Linked DNA regions of Mus musculus: region 2 is linked to region 1. Evidence: chromatin contacts called from public HiChIP or PLAC-seq data. All regions are on one chromosome and are shown on one strand. Each heading gives the region's core, a stretch centred on a gene start, on an enhancer-like site or on the middle of the called end of the contact. The rest is flanking DNA. Distances are from core to core; before and after follow the strand shown. Region 1 holds the start of Mxd1 (MAX dimerization protein 1). Region 2 holds the start of Hmces (5-hydroxymethylcytosine (hmC) binding, ES cell specific).

The links. HiChIP or PLAC-seq counts read pairs in DNA pulled down with a chosen protein or histone mark.
Region 2: a FOXA1 HiChIP or PLAC-seq map of pancreatic cancer cells shows a contact between it and region 1. The contact joins the promoter of Hmces here to the promoter of Mxd1 in region 1. A contact is called at or near these places in 2 of 39 promoter capture datasets (embryonic stem cells and pre-B cells) and 1 of 115 datasets of contacts at active chromatin or transcription factors (pancreatic cancer cells).

The regions. Positions count from the first base shown.
Region 1 is chr6:86,666,024-86,672,516 of GRCm38.p6, reverse strand. Mxd1 (MAX dimerization protein 1) reads left to right here and starts at 3,358. Exons shown (of 6, transcript NM_010751.3): 1 at 3,358-3,581; 2 at 3,883-3,979. The coding sequence starts at 3,509.
Region 2 is chr6:87,910,952-87,917,444 of GRCm38.p6, reverse strand. Hmces (5-hydroxymethylcytosine (hmC) binding, ES cell specific) reads right to left here and starts at 3,469. Exons shown (of 7, transcript NM_173737.2): 1 at 3,434-3,469; 2 at 2,750-2,954. The coding sequence starts at 2,932. It overlaps Copg1 (coatomer protein complex, subunit gamma 1), which reads right to left. Exons shown (of 24, transcript NM_017477.2): 24 at 3,850-5,273. The coding sequence ends at 5,143.

The DNA of each region.
Region 1 (6,493 bases), core at 2,109-4,608:
CTATGTAGAAGTAAAAGTGCTGGGCTGATAATGACCTGTTGAAGCTTGTCTGTTCCCTGCAGTGTAGGAGGTGTACCTGCCCTCCATGCCCACCTCTGCTTCCCTTCACCGCACCTAGCACAGCTTAGGTCGACCATGTTTGCCAGCTGGCTCTTTGATTCTGAGAGGTGGGGCTTGCCGTGTTTACTGCTGTCCGTTCCCCCCCCCCCCAGCCCTGTGGAGGGCCTGGTGCCTTTAGAATTGGAATGTAGTGCTGTCAGCTTTCTCACTGAGCCTCTTCTGGTTTTTGTCTTTTGGTTTTGGAAAGTATTTTAGTCATTAACTGAGATAAGACTGATTCCCTTTTTAACAGTTACTGATTTCTAATTGTATGTATGTATAGGTGACTCCTTTTCTGTATGTGTACCATGTGTGTGCAGTCACCAGAAGAGGCATCAGGTCGCCTGGAACTGGAGTTACAGGCTGCTGTAAGCCACCTGGTGTGGATGCTGGGAACTAAACCCAGGTCCTGTGCAAGACCTAGTATAGTATACTGTTAGCCACTGAGCCTGCTCTCCAGCCCTGAGCCCCATTTACACAGAAGTCACGGACCTGGTACCTGCCCCAGTGCCGAGTGCTGGGGGTTATAGCTGTGCTTCACCAGACCCTGCTTTTTCTTTGCCTTAAAAAAAAAAACCAGAGATAATTTTACAGCTGAATTAATATGGAGCCTTGTAGAGCTTTCAGTGCCTGTGTAAGTTAAATCTACCTTGAAAGAGCTCCGATACCCTCTTCTGTGTTCTGTGCAATATAGTATATGGGTGAATATACATTTGTGTATGTGTGCTTGTGTGTGTTTCTCTATTAGAAGTTTTGAAGATTCTAATGTCATGATGAGAGAAGCCATGACATTGAATGTTTAAAGCAACATCAGCAAAGGGTTCATATTAAAACAAAAATGTCCTGTTTGGATATTTGCTACACCAAGAAATGACATAAATTCCTCAAAAACATAGAAGACAAAATTCATCTCATACTGTCTTTATAAACTTGGTTGTGAAGAGAGTTTTAATTCCCACAGCCTAGGCCTTTCAGGCAGTTGAGTGCTGTGGAGGATGAAGTTCTGAGGTGCTCTACAAAGCAGCCCCTTGGGTCCCATATGAGATGAGCTCAGCATTGGCAATGACCTCCACCCAGCTGGAGCCATGGGAGGCCGGGAGCCAGACTGTGGGACTGAGTGACTAGATAGACAACCATGTCATACATACAGTTGGGTTTCTCCATTTAACTACTCAGTTCCTAGTTTTATCTTGCATGCTGAAAAGCACCTTTCTTGTGCTATCACATGCATCATTTGTATTAAACTATTGGCGTAGAGCTGGGGCCCACACATTTTAGAACTCTCATGTTTGGGAGGCAAGGCCTACTTAGCAGTTCATGCTTCCATAGTGACTGACCATGTTGGGTTATAGGAGAGGACTGAGCTGGTTCACCCTTTGTTTTCCACTTACTGCTTCACTGCCAGTAGATGGCGCTAGATACTCTGTTCCTAACTGCAAGTCCTAGTTGGTGTAAGCAATCCTATTCTTGCCACCAAGAAAGGAGATTGCCATATTTCTTAGTCTCTCTGGTGTTTATGTGATTGAGTATTTTTGTTTGGAGTTGAATTTAGACGTGTTTGTGCTTAACTTACTTGCTTTAAATAGTCTCTCTGGCTTGGGTTTCAAACGCTGACCACCCCTTTAAAAAGAAATGTGTGGCTTTTCCGTTAGAGTGACTGTAGGGGTAGAATTATGATCCTGAAATAGGACTGGATTGAAATAAGTTGCTGAGAGCAGAAAGAGAAGACTGAAAAGATGTTATATATTCACAGTAAACTTGGGAGGAAATATGAAAGTGTGGAACCCAAGATGTTAAAATGGCTGAAACAAAGCATTTTATGAATATTAAGTTGGTTACTTTAATAGTTGCATATGATACTTTAATTTTTAACCTTATTTAACAAACAGCATACAATTTTAAAATATTCCAAGTGGTTCTTTTCCACATTCTCATTTCCAAGTTCCATGTCCTCATGAAAAACTGCCTTCAGTGTGTGTGTCAGCATAGAGCCCTTGATTGGATCCTTGAACATACCAGGAACATGGCCTCTCCATCGCACCCAAATCTGTTGTGTGTAATGGCGGTTTGAATTTAGTTCTGTGGCTGTCTGCAGTTCTGGATACCTGCCATTTTGTTGTTGTTATTGTTGTTGGGATCGTTTTGTTTTGTTTCGTCTTGTTTTTGTATAACTATAAGTCAGAGGATTGCCTGGGCAGTTGTGGATGAGATTACAGGGGTTCAGGTCTTTCTCCAAGCCAAGGGGAAACAGGAACGTTATTTGTCTCTGAGCCTCTTTCTTCATGTGCAAATGTAACTAAGGATGACAACCCTCACAGGTTGTCCTGAGGGATGGGAACCCTCTAGGTGGATTACCTGACATATGCATACAGAGAAAGCTAAAACTGTATACTGACAACACTCATACGTTTCATTTTAAACTCCCCTGCTCATTTCAGTTTTCAGACTTCTTACCCATTAGCTTTATTCCTGCCATTTAAATTGAATATGTTGACATTACACTGTAAGTCTCGAATAAGCTCTCATTTCAAAAGTCGCGATGCTCAAGGACCTGTGTTTACAAAGTGAGCTTTCCTGTGGGTGCTGGTGGCCTTGGGGAGAGGCCTGCTCTGAAGTGTTTTCCTCTGGGATGGAAGGGATGGCCTCGGGTTCAGCCTTACTCTATGCACCAGGTCACTCGGTGCGAGTGTGGTATACGGGAGCCGGCTGTTTTCCCCCAACCCCTGGGGTGGGAGCTAGGTGCCACCATCTGCTGAGGTCCCCAGCTAGGCCTGAAGTTCTCCCCGGAGACAGTGGGCAACAGGTCGGCGGCCAGTGGGCGGGGACCCGCCCTGCCCTCCTGCCTTGTAGCCAATCAGCAGCACGGGAGTGGGCCGCTGCTTGGGCAGAGAGGTGACGTCATCGTAGCCGGGAGGTTTCCGAGGATTAGGCCAATGAGGCGCGGGCGCAGCGGCATTCCCTATACTGTACTTGCCCAATACCCGGAGAGCCCAAGGGGGCCCGGCTATCGGCGTAGAGCCAATGGGAGGCAGGCTGAAGCACGAGGCGGAGTTGCGAGTCCTGCAGCCAATGGGGCGTGGGGGGCGGAGCCCGGGCCTTGTCAAGCCCGGCCAACCGGCGGGGGAAGCGGGCTTCTGGGGCGGGGCCGCGGGCACTTCCCCAATCGCGGAGGGCCGGGGGCGGGCCGGGCCGCGGGCGGCCCAATGAGGCACGCCGCCGCCGCGGGCCTGTCAAGGGACGGGGCCGGGGGCGGGCGGCGGCGAGTCGGGATAAACACTCGGCGGTGGCGGCTGGGCTCCTGTCTCCGTGCTGTCCCATCGCTGCCCCTCCTGGCTGGCCAGCGCGGCGGCTCCTCGGTGTTCCCGGCCGGTGGCCCGCGGGCACGGAGAGGCGGCCCGCCGGGTGCAGGATGGCGACAGCCGTCGGGATGAACATCCAGCTGCTGCTGGAGGCGGCCGACTACCTGGAGCGGCGGGAGAGAGGTGCACGGCGGGCTGCGGGCCGGGCGGGCGGCCGCTGGGGTGGTTGGGGCGCGGGCCGGCCGCGAGCGCCAACCCCCGAGCCCGCGCCCCAAAGCCGAGCGCGGGGGGCGGCGAGCAGCTGGAACCTTCCACACCTGCTCCGAACCGAGGGCGTCCACGCCAGGAAAGAGCAGGCATTGTTCTCAGAATTCCGCCTGCCTGCTCCCGCCCGGTGTCCCGGACTCCGACAGACAGACGGACGCGGGGACAGGGTGTCAGTTGCTCTGGGCCCACTTATTAACGGGACCCCTCGGTTTTTTAGAAGCTGAACATGGGTATGCCTCCATGCTGCCATACAGCAAGGACAGAGATGCCTTCAAACGGAGGAACAAGCCCAAGAAGAACAGCACCAGTAGCAGGTAACTGTTCAATGTTCCCCTTCTCTGTAGCTAAAATGACCAAGGCTGATTGTTAGTTGACTTACAGGATTCTAGCCCTACAGATACATTGAGGGTTCAGTAATGTGTTCATGGTGCCAAGCAGTCCTTCTTTTTAAGTTGAGGAAACAGAGGAGAAAAATAGGAATGTCTAACATTTCAGTGTGACTTTTTAAAGCAAGATTAATTCTGCTTTTTACCGTCTGAACAAAGCAAAGCTCTGTGGCTGCTCCAGGCAGGTCTGGCAGCAGGGTTACTGTGTTTGCCTGCTTTACAAGCAAGAGTTTCCTTTAATTCAAAATGTGGCATGGTATCAGTTGATTTTGCTTGTTAATAGAGATTTTATAAATGAAGTATCTGGCCTGACACAGGTGGTAGAAATTTATATTTAATGTGTACATTAAATGCAGTAGTTTGCCTGGTAACCCAATTGTGACCTCTCTTCCTGGTGGCTGAGCAGAGTGATTGAGGGTAGAACCCACTTCTGTGAGAAGATGCATGCTACACTAAGATGTCAGCAAGTTGCAGCCTTTTCCTGTTAGCCTCAGAGATTACCTCATAGCCCTCAAAAGCTGTGAATTTCACCAGTGTTTAGTTAATGGCTGGGAACTCACAGTCCCTGATCCACAATAACATTTCATCTTTGTTACTGTCCCTATGTCCCCCTCCTTGCTCTTAAAATACTAGTTGTAGCTGGGCATGATGGTGCACATCTTTAATCCCAACTCTCAGGAGCACTCAGGCAGGTGGATCTCTGTGATTTGGAGGCCAGCTTGATCTACCTAGGGAATTCCATGTGAGCCAGGGCTACACAGTGAGACCCTGTCTCAGAAAACAAAAACAAAACCACTAACAAGTTGGTAGGAGTCTGTGTATCTTGAGCTATTCAATTATGTCTTTCTGCCTATCAACTAAAATGACATTTTCATCAATTTAGAATCCTCATCCCTCCTTCTCATGAGTAACTCCCACAAGCACTATATGTGTAGCCCCTGTGGCTTAATACAGACCACTACACCCCAGGAGGTTCCCACTCACGCCTCAGATTCACCCACCTTGTCCTTGGTTCACCCCGTTCCTAGTCCTTAGTGTTGTGATCATAGACTGAGCAGCACACTTGGCCACGCTCCTGACTAAAGCACCGGAAGGGTGGACCTGACCTGGTAATTACCTGGTGGGTTTTCCTTGTCTTCTCATCTAGCATAGCCTGGTGGTAGTCAGCAGCACTGTACACAGGCATCGCTGCCTTGAAGGAGCATGCGCACACTGACGTGAGTCAGACAGCAGCATCAGAAAAGGCTCTGCTGCCTTTGTAACAGAAGGACTTCAAAGGCGTGGTGTGCTGTCTGTTGTCTCTGTACTAGTGTATCCCACTTTTGCCGTTATTATCACCACACGTGAGTTGGGAGGAATTGTCCGCCTTACCAGTCTTAGGCTCTAATACCTCAACACTAGTTTTTCCTGCTTTGTGGGAAGGTCGCTAGTGGTGCTGAGGAATGGGGAATAGAAAGGCAGTGCTGAAGTGACTTGGTCCCAGAAGATAATTAAGAGATCATGAGAGCTAAAACTGCTAAGCCCAGCACTGGAGTCCTTCTCTTGTGTTTAGCTTACAGCACTCCTGAAAGTGGCTCTAGTTCCTGAGTTTTGAAAAAGCTGTAAACCCTTCTCTAAGAGACTTGCTTCCCATTCCTCGAGACAGGTCTGTGAGAGCGGCTCATGTACTTTCCTACCAGTGATGCAGTCAGTAGTGTAAGGGTCTCTCAGTCCAGGATTAAAGTCTGAGCAGGTAGTTTTATGTAGGTGTGATCTCTTCCGTGGCTGTTGGCTCATCCCTCACTTGAGGAGGAGAGCGCCATCAGAGAGTAGCTGGATGTCTGTCACAATCAGCCTTCTGCTCAGGGCCACAAGATCTTAACTGAATCGAGAAGGCGGGGAGATGCTCCTAGTTCACAGAACTCTTGGGAAAGTAACATGCTCATATTCTGGCTAAAACGTTATGTTCTTTGCTTGGGGAGTCTGAGGGAATACTTGGCTTTGAACAAGAAAAAATAAGATTCACCCATGATACCAAACTTTTTGGGGGAGCAGAAATGCAGTTTGTTTTAAAACTGATTGGAAAGAGAAAGAGAAAGAAAGAAAAGTGTAGTGAATGTCAGTTGCTTTGGAATCATCTAGATAACGACTGGATTAGAAAGATAGGATCTTTCTTTCGGTTTTTAAGATCACTTAGTTGTTATTTAGAATTGAAATTGAGAGCTGTACCCCAGTGTAGAGTGCTTATCTAGCACGTGCAGGGCCCAGGATTCAATTTCCACACTAAAGAAAGAAAAACAGGCAAAAGCCTTGCATAATGCCCATGGCTAAGCCCAAACTCTGGTTCCAACGACCTTCCTGCCTCAGCTCCTTAAGTAGTTGGAACTGTGTACACATGTCTCTGCCTGTGCTGTTTTTTAGAAGTATTTTTCTTAGCGTGAGTAAAACAGGCTCGGGCACTGG
Region 2 (6,493 bases), core at 2,220-4,719, 1.2 Mb before region 1:
CTAGCTGGGCATGGTAGTACATGCTTTTAATTTTAATCCTAACATCTAGGAGGCAGGTGGATCTCTGTGAATTCAAGGCCAGCCTGCCTCAAAAACTGAGAGAGAAAGGGGTGGGTGGGGGTGGGGAAATGTCGACCAAGAGTGGTGGGTGGAAAACACTTGTGATCCCAATACTTGGGAGATGATACAGGTGTGTTGTGAATTCCAAGTTAACCAGATTTACTGTCTGAAGTAGGTCATAGGCCCAAGGAATGATACTATTAGTCATCTTTTCTGATAAATGGATTCAGTGTCAAGCTAAATATTTACACACATACCCAGAGTTCAGTGCTGTTCTCCGCACTGGTCAGAGAAACTCCTGACTGTAGAGGGTGATGATTACTGCAGAGACTCACAGCTGAGCAAAGTACTGGGGAGAATGACTTAAGTGTTCAGCTCTAAGTGGACACCTATATCATCCCTGTAAGGAACAGAAAGTGTTGTGGAAGAGAGAATAAAAAGAAGGTAACCTGTCAGAAAAGGAAAGGGGAAGAAAGTAGAAGGGTGAAGAAGAGAGGGCTGAGAAGTAATGGGTGAGTTAGAGGGATCACAATACACAGATTCATGTATGAAATTGTCATCAATTAAATAAAATGATATACAAGTGGAAGGACTAAGCTGGGCATAGTGCTACACACCTTTAATCCCAGCAATTTGAGAGACAGGTAAATCCTTGCCTTCAAAGACAGTCTGATCTACAAGGAGAGTTCTAGGACAGCCAGGGACACACAGAGAAGCCCTGTCTGGAAACACAAAACAAAACACAACAAAAAAGGTGGAATGACTAGATGTACTGTGAAACTGTCTTCCAGAAATGGCACAGCTGCTGTCCCCAAGGACCCAAAAGCAGCATTGAATACTTGCACAGGACCTACTCAAGAATGGGCCATCAACACTCAGCCTTCCACCGTGGTTAGGAGAGAGCTCATGAAGCCCTAGCCCTCCCTGAGAAGCTATGGGCAGGTAAGATTGTGTGTGTGTGTGGGGGGGGCGGGCTCAAAGGTGCCTTCTTCTGGCCTCCACAGGCACTGTACATGTGTACATGTGGTACACAGACATTCATTCAGCAAAACATCTATGCACATAAAAAAAATATAAAATACTTTTAAATGTCAGTGACGTTTTGGTTGACAGTTCTACTGGTCACCTCTGAGTGTTTTCATCACTGCACAGAGCAACCCCAAACACGAGGGCAATGCATACAAAGTGGCCGAGAACCCGAGATACTGAAAGTATTGCTCAGTATTAGTCATCTTTTCCTCTACAGGTCTGACTCTGGAGTTAGAACAGCTGGTGGCACTGTGGTAGATGGAAAGAAAAAAAAGAGGAAGTACTTTGCAAATCAGTGGTTTCAGATACAAATATTGCTACCTATTCATATATGCTGGCAGTTGAACGGCTGAAATGTTCCTAATTTTATTTTAGAATTTGTAGATTTGAAAAAAAAAATGTATCAAATATTTACCAGATTAAGAAACCCTAGCAATCTAAACAAATCGTATTATAGATGTGCAGTCAAACATTACACGGGCAAACTCAAATGACCCAAAGGAGGGGCTATGTTTGCTAGGGACTCCACCTTCCCATTTCTGCTCCCCAAGATCCATCCACTGAACTAGGGACCCTGGTCTGTTCAGCAGTTAAGGCTACTTGCTGCACTTGCAGAGGACCTGGGTTCAATTGCAAGCACTCACATGGTAGTCTTTGGTAACTTCAGTTCCAGGGGATCTGAAGCTCTGACTTCCAAGGGCACTAGGTACACGCCTGATGCACATCCATACATACAGCAGGTAAAACATTAATACACATAAATAAATTGTTAAATTTTAAAAAAATCAAAAATATTTTATGTGTGCTAAGACTGACCCCAAGGCTATGAGTATATGACATATGTTCTGTATCTCCGAGTAATATCACTAGCCCCAGACACACTGATTTTTTCTTTACATCTATTCGTGTGTATGTGTCTACTCTCTTGCGTGAATGCCACAGACTGGGAGTGGAATCAGAAGGCAGCTTGCAAGAGCTGGTTCTCTCCTAACAGGCAGCAAGTGTTCTCACCCACTGAGCCAGGCTGCAAGCTCTGTAAGCTCCACAAATCAGTTTTTTGAGACACAGTTTTACTATGCAGCCTTGACTAGCCTCCAACTCAGAGATCTGCCTTCCTCCGGCCTCCTAAGTGCTGGGATGAAAGGTGTGTGACACCACACTTGGGTTTTTGCTTTTTTGTTTTTAATATAAGGACAGATGACGCTGATAAATCAGTAATACTTGAAAAATGCGATCTTAAAAAAAAAAAGAGAGAGAGAGAGAGAGAGAGTCAAGCGTGTCAGAGTGTACACACCTGTAATACAGGATTCTGGAGACAGGCAGATTTGCTGAAAATCTGAGGTCAGCTGGGCCTCTATAGGGAGTTCCAGGACCGCCAGGGCTACATTCATAGTTAAGACTCTGTCTCAAAAGAATTCTTAAATGTATTCAGATATGAGGTTCACATAATTTGGGCATACATTCAAACAGTTTAACTGACCCTGAAGAATGCTGACTTATTTCTTGCAGAGACCCAGAGGGATTAGGGCCTTAATGTATCTGTAAAGGCTGCTTTTCGGGTCATTCCGGAGGCTGGGCAGATGGCGGCACATGGGTCACGAGTCAGATGGCCACGGCGATGCTGGCCCAGAAGCTCCGATGGTGCTGACACACTCCTTACCTTCTCAAAGTGCAGTCTGGAGAGCAGCACGGGGCTGCTGGACTGCGGGCTCTTGTTGTAGGAGGGGCAGTACTTGTCGGGGTCCCTCCACTGCGGGAGCCGCCGCCGGCCCTGCCGATCCTGATAGGCGCAGGCCCTGGTGAGAACCTCTCTGGGCAAGTGACAGGACGTTCGCCCGCACATACTTCAGCGCTGCCGCTCAGACCTAGAGAAAGTCACAAAACCCTAAGGTTCTCCTCCCTAGGTCACGCCAATCTCCCCGCGAAGCCACATCTTCCGCGGAGGCTCCGTTAGGTCAGCCAGTCCCGGCCACTGCGGGGCCCACAGTCCCCAAGCAGGCCCTCGGGTGGCGGGCGAGAAAGAAAGCCGCTCCTCCCAGGTTGTTTCCCACGGACGCAGCAGGGAAAGGTGAGAGCGCTCGGCTTTGACGCCAGCGACACTCGCGGGCCGCGGCCACCGCACTACCGCCCCGCGGGGACACGCTCAGGTCCCGGGCGGGGCCTTGTCGGCGCCAAGGCTCCAGCTCGGAACGTGGGCGGTCCTCGCCTGCCCGCCCGCCGGCGTCCCCTCCGCCGGGTCCTCTCTTCCGCCCGCTAGCTTCTCCTCAGCGCGGCCCTCCTCCCGCCCGCCCGTCCGTCCTCATCCCCTCAACGAGGCCCTCCCCACGCGCCCGCGTCCTCTCACCGCCCGAGGGTCTAGTCCACCCTTCCTCGCAGCTAGCGTCCGCCTAAGAGACGCCCGTCCCGCTCCTCGGTAACCCCGCCCCGCCCCCGACGTGACGTCGCGCCGTCGGGGTTCCCTCCCCACAGGTGGGGGTGTGGCTAGGTGAAGCAAGACAAAATGCACTGACCTGAGACAGGCACCCCAGGAGGCCTCAGGGTCCCCCTTCCCAGGCCGGAATCTGAAGCCAGAAAACCTGTGCTGCCCACCCTCAATGTGTAAGGCCATCCGAATTGAGACTCTCTAGCTATTCCCACAAACCCCTAAGGGTCAGGAAGCCCCACCTGGTTTCCTTTTTAACATTTGTGTGTGGGGTGTGTGCAAGCCTTTAAATAAAACTAGAGTAAGCTGTAATCTTCACAAAAGGAGGCTGACACCAATTTCTTTAATGAAGTTTATTTGAATGGAATGGCTTCCAGGCTATGACCAGGCCTGGGAGTAGAAGGGGAGGGTATTAGGCAGGAAGAATACAGTCAGGAAGGGCTAAGCAGGATGTGGCCTTGAAGGTCAGGCTTTCCTTTAAAGCCTGGAGAGGCCTTCATAAAGGGATGGAATGAGGCAGAGAGGCCAGGCAAGAGCAACTGCTCAGTCCCCAGGAGAGGGATGGAAGGTGGGGGACAGAGGGATGTCTTTAGGGAGCAGCCTTCAGGTCACCTACTTGAGAAAACCCCCCAAATGAGAAATCTCTTTATAACCTGTTAGGAAGTTTCACACCACGTTACTTAGTTCACCACTGCATGCCTGACCAAGTACATGGTGGAGCCAGGACCAGTCATGAAATAGGCCATAGCTAAAACAGCTTAACGATGCTCAAGTGTAGCCTGATGTCTTCATGTTATGGGATTCGGCTTAAAGGTGCAGGCCTCTGTTCTAATGTGTACATGTGCATGTGCATACAGTATACAGGTGTGCATGAGGTTAGGCGGCAACTATTGCAAAATGGTCCTCTCCTTCTACCAAGTGGGTAGTCCGTCCTGATAGGTACCTTTACCTGCTGAGCCATCTGAGTAGCCTCACAGGAGGTCCAGTTCTTCAAGTGTTTCCAACAGTTTAAACCACCTGATTTGAGTTTAAAGCCCAAGCCCTGAAGCATCCCCTAGGATTTCTTACTCCAGCCCAAAAGGAATGCAGATACTGTTTTTCCCACTCATAGACCCAGAGCAGATCATGACACCCTCTAAGGACCTTTGGACACCCATCCATCTACAGATGCCTGTAGATGAGTGGCTTACCAGACCTGCTAGCTGTTGTCATTCGGCTAGCCTTTAACCCCACCCTAAGCTTGGCACTGACAGTCCCGAGGGGCTATGCACACGCTCCATTTGGTGAAGGGAGGCCTCAGGGAGAAGTGGAGGCCCTGAGCACGAGCCTGCAGAAGCAGCAGTTATTCAAGAAATACATGCTGACTTATCATAGGGATGAGACGGTTTCTTTGAGTATAAATATTAAGAGAAAGTCTGAACATTTTATTCATTTGTCTCTCCTTGCAGGCATGGTGACAAAATCTACCCTAGCATTCCTGAATGATAGGATGGAATTAAAAAAAAAAATCTGTATTGACTCTTGATTGTTTCTTAACACAGTGGTCTGGGGAAGGGTTTCCACCGGCTTCACAGGGAAGAAGTGGCTTCGACGTAGTGTTGGACAAGATAGGAGTGGGGCTTAGGCCACCTCTAGCCCACGGATGCCAAGATGATATCTACTGGCAGCTCCTCTGAGCTTCTGGCTGTCACCTGCATCGTCACTGTGTCCAAAAGCAGAAGCCGAGAACGCACAAGGATGTCATGACCACCCCGGAATACTCCTGTAAGTGAGAGGAAGCAGAGTTTTGTGAGGCTGAAGGAGGCTGTGCTGAGAGTGACACATGATCAACACCCCCACCCCACCCCACTCCACCCCACCCCCACCGCACACACTGAGGCACAACTGGGAGGCCTGGACAACTCTCACTGCTTCCCTGAGCTCTGGAACCCTTAAGGACATAGTGCTGCAGTAACTATCAATCACTGCATACATCACTAACTATACATCACCTGAGCCTCCTGCCAGGCTCAAGTGAACGCTCGGGTATGTAAGGCTTATACCTCATATTAGAGGCTCACAGACAGTGGCTGAATCTGAGAGTGTGGATGAGGGGGCGAGCCCTATAAGAAAAAAACCACAAAGCAGTTGTCTGACAGACCCAGGGGACTGAGTTGCTTCATCAAGGCCAGAGTGCTCTGCTGAGCACTCACTGAAGCAGAACGCCTTCCCAACCATGTTTGTAAACACACCCAGCCCCCAACTCCCAAAATAACTATCCCCACCCACCCACACACACACAAAACCTATCCAAGGCTCGGTGTGTCTCAACAACAGACTGCTTGCTTTGCCTAGCCTTGCCTTGTCTGACCATCAGCCCTGCGGAGGGATAAAAGTCAGGTGTGGTGGGTTACTGAAGGCCGAGGCAAGAGAATTACAAGTTCAAGGAATTAGGGTTATACATGAAGATTGTGCTGCAGAAATCTGCCTAGCCTTAATCACTGAGTTTCATTCTCAGCTCCATTTCCACAAATGTCTAGGGCAATATAAGCTTTGGCCATTTTTGAGCTAAACACAGGATAGCAAGTATTTATATATGAATTACAAAATAAGTTGCATGAAAATACTCTAGGGAAGAGTGGGCGCAGGTGCTTCAAGAATTAAGCAGTAGTGTTCATTATATGTACCATTTAATTTTGTATGTGTTGGGAAATTTCCAAGATGAAATGTAGACAGCCATTTTTTTTAACTTATTTTTTAAAAACGTTTATGTAGGTGTTTTGCATGCATGTATGTCTGTGTTGTGGATGGCACTGGGGCTAATTGTATTTGATGTTAATTCTGTTCTCCTGTGAGTGGCTGTGAACAAGGAATGAGTCAGCACTCAGGTGATTTCCTGTAAACCTGCTTCCCACCTTAATTTATAAATAAAGGCTAGAGACGGTGATTGGGCAGAGAAAGAGGGGCAGGTGAAGCTGAAGGTTTTGATGGAAAAGAGAGGAA